Linked DNA regions of Sus scrofa: region 1 is linked to region 2. A link is a contact called in public HiChIP or PLAC-seq data. All regions are on one chromosome and are shown on one strand. Each heading gives the region's core, a stretch centred on a gene start, on an enhancer-like site or on the middle of the called end of the contact. The rest is flanking DNA. Distances are from core to core; before and after follow the strand shown.

What was found. HiChIP or PLAC-seq counts read pairs in DNA pulled down with a chosen protein or histone mark.
Region 1: a contact with region 2 is called in an H3K27ac HiChIP or PLAC-seq map of alveolar macrophages. The contact joins the promoter of BCL2L14 here to the promoter of CDKN1B in region 2. A contact is called at or near these places in 1 of 5 promoter capture datasets (liver), 2 of 47 Hi-C or Micro-C datasets (both in embryonic fibroblasts) and 2 of 2 datasets of contacts at active chromatin or transcription factors (alveolar macrophages and skeletal muscle).

The regions. Positions count from the first base shown.
Region 1 is chr5:60,356,211-60,361,958 of Sscrofa11.1, forward strand. BCL2L14 (BCL2 like 14) reads right to left here and starts at 1,521. Exons shown (of 6, transcript NM_001315668.1): 1 at 1,467-1,521.
Region 2 is chr5:59,733,581-59,738,803 of Sscrofa11.1, forward strand. CDKN1B (cyclin dependent kinase inhibitor 1B) reads right to left here and starts at 2,251. Exons shown (of 3, transcript NM_214316.1): 1 at 1,735-2,251; 2 at 1,059-1,188. The coding sequence starts at 2,209. The coding sequence ends at 1,067.

The DNA of each region.
Region 1 (5,748 bases), core at 271-2,770, 620 kb after region 2:
TGCTTCTGAAAGGGAGGGAGGTTACATGGTGTCTTTGTTTGGCCTCTTTGCCCTCCCAGAAGATTCCCTCTCCCTCAACCCCTAGATGGCCAAAGTCCTGCGGGTTCCCACGCAGCTAGTCCCCTAGGAGCGGGGCAGGGCGGCACCTGACCTCCAGGATGGCAGGACACCCTTGGGGTTGTTCTAGCTCTGGATTCCTTTGTCGAGGTTAGATTTTGCTTCCCTTCCTGTGGCAGGTCACGGAGGAAAGAGACCCTACAACGGCACAGAGGCTGTGGCCCCAGGGCCCCAGGAAGCTGGATGGAATTCAAATTTGCTCACTCTGCTGAGACCTGAATGTAAGACAGGAGTGAGGGAGTTCCCACTGTGGCACAGCGGAAACAAATCCGACTGGACCCATGAGGTTGTGGGTTCAATCCCTGGCCTTGCTCAGTGGGTTAAGGATCCAGTGGTGTTGTGAGCTGTGGTGTAAGTTGCTGACACGGCTCAGATCTGGCATGGCTGTGGCTGTGGTGCAGGCTGGCAGCTGTAGCTCTGATTAGACCCCTAGCCTGGGAACCTCCATATGCCGCAGGTGTGGCCCTAAAAAGACTCCTCCCCACCAAAAAAAAAAAAAAAAAAAAAAAAGGAGTGAGGACGCTCATTCCTGAGGACCAAATTAGGAGCTCAGTGTTTTCTGGTTGCTTTTCACCTGCCCTTCTGCCCCCTCTGCCCCCCTTATGCCCTTCAGAGGCAATCTGCCCTCCCCCCTCGCTTTCCTGAACATCTAGTGTCTTCGTCCCGCCTCCTGTTTGTCATTTCTGTCCTTTAAATCCTCAGGGAGAAATGAGGAATGAGGTAAAATCATTACAATAGAAGCTAAACTGAGAGACAGAGACTCAGGCTCTGATGATTATGAACAAAGGGGGTGGGGACCTCGGGAGGGAGCAGAATTTCCCATTTCACCTGAGCCTTGTACCCAAGGAAGTCTCTAGGGGGGTCTGCCAGGACTAGACCTTGTGTCCAAGTTCCCACATGTGCTCAGGACTCTGGCTCAAACCCAGGCACGCCTGTCTGCAGCCCATTTCTGCTCTGGGGGAGGAAGCTTGCATTTCCACAGGCTTCTGTCAGGTCATCACGCACCTTGTCACGCACTCAGTGAGAGAGGCCTGCACAAAATTCAAAATCATTTGGCCAGTTACATATTCTGAACTGACCTATCCCAAGCCTTCTGAGCAAAGGAGAAATGAAAGAGAAACCTAAATATCTTTCTTTCCCTTTCTTTGAAACGCCAAACTAGTTGCTTAACGTTTAGTTTTAGATTCTTAATTTTGCTTTCTGAGTTTGACATGCTAAGATCTTGGAAATAAACTCGGGAAACGTGAGGTCTGCTCATCTCTAGTGAGTTAGCAAAACCAGGATGGACCTGCCCACCCCAGGTCCTGCTGGAAAGGCTGAGAATGAAGACTGGTGCCTCCTGGTGTTACCTGGTCTCCAGGCTGTTAGCGGTGTCTCCTGCTTCAGGTCAGGTGGCAGTAAGGATATTTCTATACCTGAGTCTCTCTCCACGAAACTTAAGAGGAAACTCTGGCCAAGTCTTCCTGGCTTCTCATTGCGGGAGGCTTCTTGTGATCTGAGACCCCAGCGGGTGTAGCCTCTTCAGGTTGGGACTAGAGCTGGAGGGAGGCTCAGGAAAGAGAGCCACTTCCTCGTTAAGCCCTGCCCTCAGCTTTTTAACTGAAGGAGGGGCTGACCTTTGCCCAAGTAATTTGACTCGAAAAGGAGTTCTACACGGTTTCCCAAGGACTCTCACTGCCCTTTGGGACAAAGACAATTATTTGGGTGTTTTCCTGAGAGTGCTTTCCATTTCATCAGTTTAGCAAATGTTTACTGATCACCTGTGGGACATCTTGAATCTTAACATCAGGAGGCAGGTGTTACGATTCCCATTTTGCCTATAAGGAAACTGAGGCTCAGAGGTAAGGTATCTTGTTAGTGGTCCCCGTCAGGTGAGCTGAGATCCAAATCTTGGTCTTTCTGGCTTTCCACTATATCCTGTTACCTCTCCTGTGAGATTCAAAGGTTGTATTCCAATGGAACCCCTGGAAAAGCTTTCAAAACAGAATCTAACCCCAGCCATAGTAAAACCCACAAAAACTCATGTAAAGACTATAGGTTACATGGGCGTTCCTGTTGCTGTGCAGCAAAAACAAATCCGACTAGAACCCATGAGGATGCAGGTTCGATCCCTGGCCTCACGCAGTGGGTTAAGGATCTGGTGTGGATGTGAGCTGTGGTGTAGGTCTCGGGTGAGGCTCGGATCCTGCATTGCTGTGGCTGTGGTGTAGGCCAGCAGCTGCAACTCTGATTTGACTCCTGGCCTGGGAACTTCTATATGCCATGGGTATGGTATGGCCCCAAAATGCAAAAACAAAAAACCACTATAGCTTATGATTTTAGGGATAGAATTCCCTATGTATAAGAAAGAAGAAACAGATAGGATTTTATGCTTTATCCAGATTCTTAACTGAAGTATATATTTATGATCATGAAATATGAGTGCTGGCTACTCAAACTGGGAAGATGAAGGAAGTGAGAAATGAAAGGGGAATTAAGGGTGATTTCATAAAAGCGGGGAAAGGACTGGCCATTTAAATATTAGGTAAACATCCCTGAGAGACAAATGACAGCAGTTATGGGAAAGTTAGTTTTTTGGTGACTCAAAGTGAAATTTCACCAGCAAATTCATATTTATTGCACATAATGAATACAAGTCTAGTTACCTGGAGGGCTATTCAAGAAATATTAAGAATGTCTTGTCTTTTTAAAAAAAAAAAAAACTCAGTCTTTTTTTTGGGAAGAAGAGATAGATTCATTTGAAACAATTCAAGAATCAACAAATGGATATAACAAGTAACTAAATTGCCTAGTAAGGACCACAGTTGTGATTGGACTTCAGAGTTACATGACTTAAGGAAACTGGGGGCAGAAACCATTTAGAATCTCACAAGGTCTTGGCAGGTATGAACACAGGTATGAACACAAGGAAGGGGCAGTCAGCACGAGGAGGTGGGTTCATTGACGACAATGTCCATTAGTCACCCAGCTTCACACCTTCCACACCCAACAAACTGGCACATACTCAAGACAGGCCTCCAGACGTGTTATATATTAAAAAAAAAAAAACAAAAACCGAGCCTACTTTTCTCCTGATTCTAAAAATACACATTGTGCTCTAGAAAAGGTAGAAAACATAAAAGAGCACTCATAGAATAGAGACCACCAAGATCCAGTCACTCAGGGATGAGGGTTGTTAAAAATGGGGTGCATTTCCTTCCTTCTGTGACAGTGACAGTAAGCTACCCTTCAGGTATCTGCCCGGCCCACTGACCTTTCCCTTCATCCTGCCCCCAAGAGTGTACCTACCAGGAGGCACCCCTGCGGTCAGGTGGATAAAGGGACCTCTGCCCCTTATGAAAAAGGAAACCATAAGCCCCAACTGGAGTCACGTGTGTTGGCTCCGTGGCAGTAGGCCAAGACTTAATACCTATCCTAATTACAAAGTCACCCTTAGCCAGGAATGTGATTCCAGCTAAACTGGAATTTCCTGGTCAGGACTGAGAAATCTGCTAATAGACCCTGCTCACATCCTCCTTCAGGAGGATGGCCTTGCCTGAAACATTATATCTTTGCAAATACTTTCCTTGTTTCTGCTCTGTCTTTAAAAAGCTTCCTTTTCTGCAGCTCAGCAGAGCTCCTCTTTACCTCTTAGATGAGATGTTGCCTGACTCATGAATTGTTCATTAAAAAATTTTGTGTGTGTGTGTGTGTCTTTTGTCCGTGTTTTAGGGCTGCACCCGTGGCATATGGAGGTTCCCAGGCTAGGGGTCTAATCGGAGCTGTAGCCACCTGATTACGCCAGAGCCACAGCAACGCCAGATCCGTGCTGCGTCTGTGACCTACACTACAGCTCTCAACAACTCCGGATCCTTAACCCACTGAGCAAGGCCAGGGATCAAACCTTCAACCTCATGGTTCCTAGTCGGATTTGTTTCTGCTGCGCCACGACGGGAACTCCAATTTTTTTTTTTTTAAATGGCTGCCCCTGATGTACATGGAAGTTCCCAGGCAAGCGGTTGAATTGGAGCTGCCGCTGAGGCCTAGGCCACAGCCAAAGCCATGCCAGATCAGACCTATGTTGAAGCTTGGGCCAACACCGAATCCTTAATCCACAGAGCGAGGCAGGGATTGAACCTGCATCCTCACAGAGACAATATTGGGTCCTTAACCTGCTGAGCCACCATGGGAACTCCCAATTAGAGCTTTTAAATGTACTCAGCTGGGTTTTGTTATTTAATAGATTCGATGGCAGCAGTGGGATTGAAGGAGATTTCTGATGGCTTCTCGGACAGTGAAAGACACAGGCCTGGTACCAGTGAACCCACTTTTGGGTTCACTGTCTCACCCTTTCCAAGGACTGAGGGTAAGTTCCCTCTTGGTTCTGAACTCTCTTGGCATCGAGCTCCCCCTCTGTTTGGCTTATAGGGCAGGTCAGCTCAGGCTGGGAGATGGTTCTGCCCAGAGCCAACGAAGCTAAGCCCCTGGCCTTTCACACAATTCCCAGGTTGTAAGTGGAAACGCCCAAGCCCTTGATTCTGTCCTTGTTGTGTCCCCACTGTTGGTTCGGTCCTGTCCGCAGCTCAAGGTTCATGTGAGAATCGATGGTGGTGCAGAGCCTTCTCTGGCTCAGGTCGCAGGAACATCTCTTGGTCTCTGCTGGTGAGGTACAGTGAATGTTTGTCTGGTTTTATGTACATAAAGGCTGTTGCTAGTGGGGATCGCAGAGGCCAAAAAGCGGCAAAAATTGGTCCGTGCATGTTAAGGATAGAGAGGCTGTTAGAGTGATTACCAACTCAATTGAAGACCCCAGTGTTGAGATAAACGGGTCATGGAACAGATTAAAGTGACCCTCGGTCTCCCGCCAACCTCAGGAAAACATCCCTGCAGGGAGGTGCACTGCAGAGCAAGCTCCCCAGCCCAGCAGCACAGCCCTTTTAAGGTTTAGCTTATGAGAGGGAGAGAGAGAGAGAGAGAGAGAGAGAGAGATGGAGGGAGGGAAAGGGGGGGGGAGGGAAAGGGAGGGAGGGAGGGGGAGAGAGAGAGAGAGATGGAGGGAGGGAGGGAGGGAGGGAGAGAGAGAGGCTTAGCTTAGGAGAGCTTTAAGTGCTGAAGCGTCAAGCACGCCACCTTCTGGCACGCCAGCTGATTGTATGTCTAAAAACTGGTCCCCAAAGGTATCAATTCCAAAGCGGCAAAAAATCTTATCAAGAACCACCTAGGACTGTAGGGGAATGTTCCGATTAGACATGACTGTTCATTTAAGAAGTGCATTTGAAATGAAGGGTTTCTGAATGAAATAAACAGATGGGATACCTATTTTAACTGATATGCAGAGCTCCCCAAAGGCTTCAAGATTCCAAAATAGCTTCATTAAACAGCTTGTTATGGGAGTCCTGCTGTGGCACAGTGGGTTAAGAGCCCAGCTGCAGCAGCTCAGATTGCTGCAGAGGTGTGGGTTGATCCCTGGCCTGGTGCAGTGGGTTAAAGATCCTGTGTTGCTGTAGCTGTGGCCTAGGTTGCAGCTGTGACTTGGATTCAGTCCCTGGCCCGGGAACTTACTTAAGCCGTGGGTGTGGCCATAGAAAACAAACAAACAACCACCAAAAAAAACCCCCAAAAAACCCCAACCAAGCAAAAAACCCCACAGAG
Region 2 (5,223 bases), core at 1,001-3,500:
AGGGTGTTTGTGGAGGGGAAAAAAAAGAGGTCACGGTCATTGTCTGTAAGGAGTGTACAAACTATTAACTAATATATGTAGTTTGATCATTATGGAAACCAATCCATGTAAAGCTGGGGGGCTGAATTATGCAAATTAGTTTTTTACATTGATCAGATTTTAGTAGGTGGAAAAATGTCCACTTGCCTTGTTCGGGGTAGCCCTAACCAGTGGCAGCCCTGGTATCTACTATCCATTTCCCCTACAAATATCCAAATTATCCTGTTATAGCACGATTAGCATACACATGCTGACGTGTTCCTGGATTGCTTACTCTGGCAGAGTTACTTAACTTCTGCTTTGTAACTTCAGTGTTATCAGAAATTCCATAGGAACCTTAGCGTTTTTGAGCCTTCCATTTTGGTTTTTTTTAAATACACAGGTTCCTTCTCCATCCCCCACACTGATCAGAAAACAGGGCAAGTGACACTTTGTGAAAACGATAGATAAAAGAAAGCCACACTCCTCTCTATTCACATTTCTAACCATGTGATTAACCAGATATGAGCCATTTGTACCTAACTTTTCCCTCAAAGTTTTAACTGGATCATTTATTTGCCATTTTTTTCCATGTATGGCTCAAAATCTGTTAGAGTCAGCTTGGTCCTCTGGGAGATGAATTCTCCTGAAGTGGGATGGAGGCAGACCCCCGCTCTTGTTCAGATGGAAAAAGAACCTATTGTTCCCAACACCGTTTTGATGGGACTCTCAGGGAACTGACCTTCCTACCCACAGGGCCTTGGTTGCAAGTATTTGCCTGGGACACTTGCTCTAATCATTGGGAGCTTCAAAGGAAAATGATCTCAGGACAGAGAAACTGGGAAGAATTATAGTACCCCCACCCTGATGCCCAGTCTTTCCCATTCCTCCTTTTTTTGGACCTCATAAAATACAAACAAAACCCCACAAGCTCTAATCTGCCAGACACCACTAAGATCGGGTATCTTGGTGTTTGAAAACCCATGAGTTCCTTCAGCCCAAATCGGGTGTCACTTATTTGCTTCCAGTGATCAACCCACCGAGCAGTTTACGTTTGACGCCTTCTGAGGCCGGGCTTCTTGGGCGTCTGCTCCACTGAAGCCGAGTTCGGGGAACCGTCTGAAACATTTTCTTCTGTTCTGTTGGCTCTTTTGTTTTGAGGAGAGGAATCTAAAGGCAGGAGGGAATTTTAAAAAGAACACACACAAATAATCTTTATTAGAAAAAACAATGGCTGACACAAGTTGGCTCGATACTGAGGGGACAAAAAACCCACCACCTCCACCCACCATCCTGGATCCGTCATTCCCAGTGGCCTTTAAGGGCACAAAATGAGGTTGTTTTCACATAACAGAAAGTGTATTCTACGCCCCAAATCTCTCTCTCTCCAAAGCGAAGAGGGAGGTGGTTGATAAACATCCCAACGTTGTCACATACCTACAGCTGGCTAGCGGGGAGGAGCCGCGATGTTTTCAGTTAGAGAAATTATCAGATAGCACAGTCTCATGCTTCAGACTTAAAAGTCATAAACAGACCAGCAGCTAGCCAAATAGCATTTAAAACCTAAGATGAGGAAGGTGTGTTCCCCAAGAGCTAAGTCAGAATGCGCTGAAAAGAAAGCGGAGGTTTAAGATCCTCAAGCAGGGAAAACAGCACGGCAGACAAACAGAGAGAGGCAGACAAACAGACGTTTCATGCATTCGAAAGGGTCATTACCGTCTGTGGCAGGTCGCTTCCTTATCCCAGTGCACTGCTCCGCTAACCCCGTCTGGCTGTCCGGTGCATCAGTCTTTTGGTCTACCAAATGTGTGTCCTCTGAGTTGGCCTGAGACCCAATTAAAGGCACCGCCTGGCGGGTCCCGCTGACACCCTGGCCCTCCTGCGCCGGCACCTTGCAGGCGCCTTTGGGTGGCCGCGGGGGTCTGTAGTAGAACTCGGGCAAGCTGCCCTTTTCCACCTCCTGCCACTCGTATTTGCCCTCCAGGGGCTTGTGATTCTGAAAATCAAAATTCCACTTGCGCTGGCTGGCCTCTTCCATGTCTCTGCAGTGCTTCTCCAAGTCCCGGGTTAACTCTTCGTGATTGACCGGGCCGAAGAGGTTTCGGCAGGCCGAGGGCTTGGGGTACTCCGCCTGTCTGGCGTCCATCCGCTCCAGGCTCGGGCTCCCGTTAGACACTCTCACGTTTGACATCTTCCTCCCGGGGCTCGGCGACCGCCTCTCTCGCGCTCTCGCAAAACAAAACCGAACAAAACAAAACGCCTCGACCCAGCCCGAGCCCCTCTTATAAGCCCTGCGGCTGCCCTCCGAGCCAAGAGAAACAAACACCGACGAGTAAGCGCCCGAGCGTCAGGAGCGCGCTGGGGCTGGGGGAGGGGGCGAGGGGCAGCCCGGGCCAGGCAGCCCCGAGTCTCCGCCGATCAAGTGTACGGGCGAGCTGGAGGGCGGGGAGGGGAGGGGAGAGGAGCGCAGCGGAGAGAGGAGGGGGCAGAGCCAGTCCGAGTCCCCGCCGCTGCGAGCCCGCGGGTCCCGCCGACCGAGCGGCTCTCCAAACCTTGCCGGCGTCGGAGTCGCGGAGCGGCGAGAAAGTGGGGACAGGGGAGGGGGAGAAAAACACCCCGAAAAGACGAGCCCCCTTTTTTTAGTTGCCCAATATGGCGGTGGAAGGGAGGCTGACGAAGAAGAAGATGATTGACACCGCAAGTCTATTTAAACAGAGGAGGAGATCATTGGTCGCGGCGCCGGGAGCCGCCCAGCCGAGACTGGCGAGCTGGGCCTTAAGGTGGCCCCTGAGCCGCCGCTGCGCCTCCCCGCCTCCCGAGCGCGCCGCCGCCGAGCGCGCGGCCGGGAGCTCGACTGGTCGCGTGACTGCTGGAGGTGCCGGGCTGCCAGCAAACCTGCTCTGGCTGGCCTCGGAGAAATTAAAAATAAGACAAACTCGCCAAAAGGCCGGGGAGCCGGGGAGGGGCCTGGCCGGAGAGGTGGCGGGTTCTGGTCCCTGCGCTGCGCTCCGCTCCGGAGCCCCGACCTCCCTCTCCTCGCCGAGGGCGATCTTATTTTCCCCTCGCTCGCCGAGCGGGTAGGGGCGGGCAGCTGGGCTCGCCGCTGGGCGCTCGGCCCCCAGCTGGGCTCTCTCCCGGGGGGGCCCCCACCGCTCGCTCAGCGGGGGAGGCGGGGAGCCCCTGAGCCTGGGTGCCTTAGCTGGGGGTGAGCAGTGGTTAGCTCACCCTTAACCTAGAAGTCTGTGCTGTTCTAGGGGAGGCAGGGGGCTTAGGGGGGAAGCCCAGGAGGACGTCTTTCTATAAGTAGACTGGAATAGATGCTGCATTTGTAATGTATTCTGAACCCAAGCTCTCCCTCAATAAAAACAAGAAAAGGGCTTCGAGATCAAAAACTCTATTGGTCTCCCAAGTCCCTAATAAACTTAGTAGCTGTCTCAGATACATTTCGTTTAAAAAAGCGAGGATACACCCCTGGCCCAGGTTCTTGCTTCCCAAGCACTGTTAAGGCCACTGACTTGGTCTGCGTGTGGGAACTCGTCTCCTCTTTTATATTTTTCAGTTCTTTCCCGGCTTGTAGCAGTTTCCTCTACCTGAGTCCCGCCGCCAAATACAACAGCCCCTTCCTTCCTTCACCTTTCTCTCCCACCAGATTCACTTCTCCAGCCCACCCAGAACATTCAGATAGATACAAGTGAACGCTTTGAGAGAGCTGCAAGTCGCTGAAGGGTGAAAGTAATCGCAAAGTCCAGATTGTGAAGTGATTTATACAACCACCACAACCATGTTCTCAGATCTGATATTATTATTTGGGCGTTTCTCTGCTCCCCTTGGCAACTTGAAGTCTACCTATCCATATGATTTTGAGCAAGATGATGGGAGTTAAAACAGGATGAACAGGGCTATCATATCTGAAACAGAGCCCAAAGAGTCTTTAACTGCCTTCCCCCACTCCCATATATGATCTTGGTCTGGGTCAAAGTTATTATACACGTTACTGGAAACTAATCTTCAGTTCTAATAGTACACAACAGTTTTCTTAGGTGTCTTCAGTAGTCCACAGCCGTTTTCTTAGGAGTCTATGATACAGATGAGTTTGACTTGTAACTTGTTTTCTTAACCACATATTGTTTGTCCACTTTGTCTGCCTGCCTCACGTGTGCACTCCAGAATGTAAGAGCTGGAGGGGGTGGGGGAGAGAGCCTTCAGAACCCTGTGGCTCAATCCTTTCTTTTTACCACTGAGGAAATTGAGACTCGGGTTTCTTGTCTGGGGACACATAGCCAGTTGGTAGCAGAGCCAGGACTAGAGTAGAGGCAGCACCCTCACCCTAAAGCTGGTTCATTTTCTGTTCCTTTCCCTCCTGATGGCCTCAACTGGTTGTTTTTGTTTGTTTGTTTTCCTGGGTCTGCCTGTGCTATAGTCTACAGGCCCTCCTCTCTTACAAGTGATTCAGAATGGCTCCTTCTCATACCCTGGCTTGTCTGCAGATGTTTCCTTGATGTAGCCTCTGGTCCCTGGCCTGATACCACTATCTTTGGCCTTTGGTGTGACCTTGCACTAATTTGGCTAAAACGCAGATTCCCAAAAGGCAGGGTGAGAGCAGTGAGGGAGGTGATGCCCCAAACTTATTTCAAAGTCAAGACTTCCTACCTGACTGACAAAATATTTCACCTGAGATCATAGTAAAAGGTCAGGTCTTCTTTATTTTTCTACATTTAATGCCCCACTTAATTTGCTGAACTGGAGGAGGGGTAAGAGGGACATGAAATTTAGGGTACGTCTCAATACCCTAATTTATTCCCTATTCCTGAAATGAGATCACTGTTGTGAAAATGTTTACATAATTGCTAGACTTCACTGGAATTCGCTATTATATATAAGCATAAACTCAGATACATAATTACACGAAGGACCACATAGATGAAAGTGGAGATATTCTAGTGTATTACACCTTGGCACTGATGTTTGATTTTACTCGTGGAATTAATATCTTAGGTAAAAGCAAAAATTTAATACTTCTATCCCTTACACACCCTGAACGTTTCTTCAACTAATATGTGGGCCCACCATTTTGTCGCTTTGTTAATCTTGAAAAGTAAAGGAGTCACAGTCACGCCACCTTAAGACATCTGGCCGCCAGCAGAAAGGCTGTGCTTACACCGACCTTGCTCAGATCTAAAGTGTTTTGTTTACAGTCAAGGCACC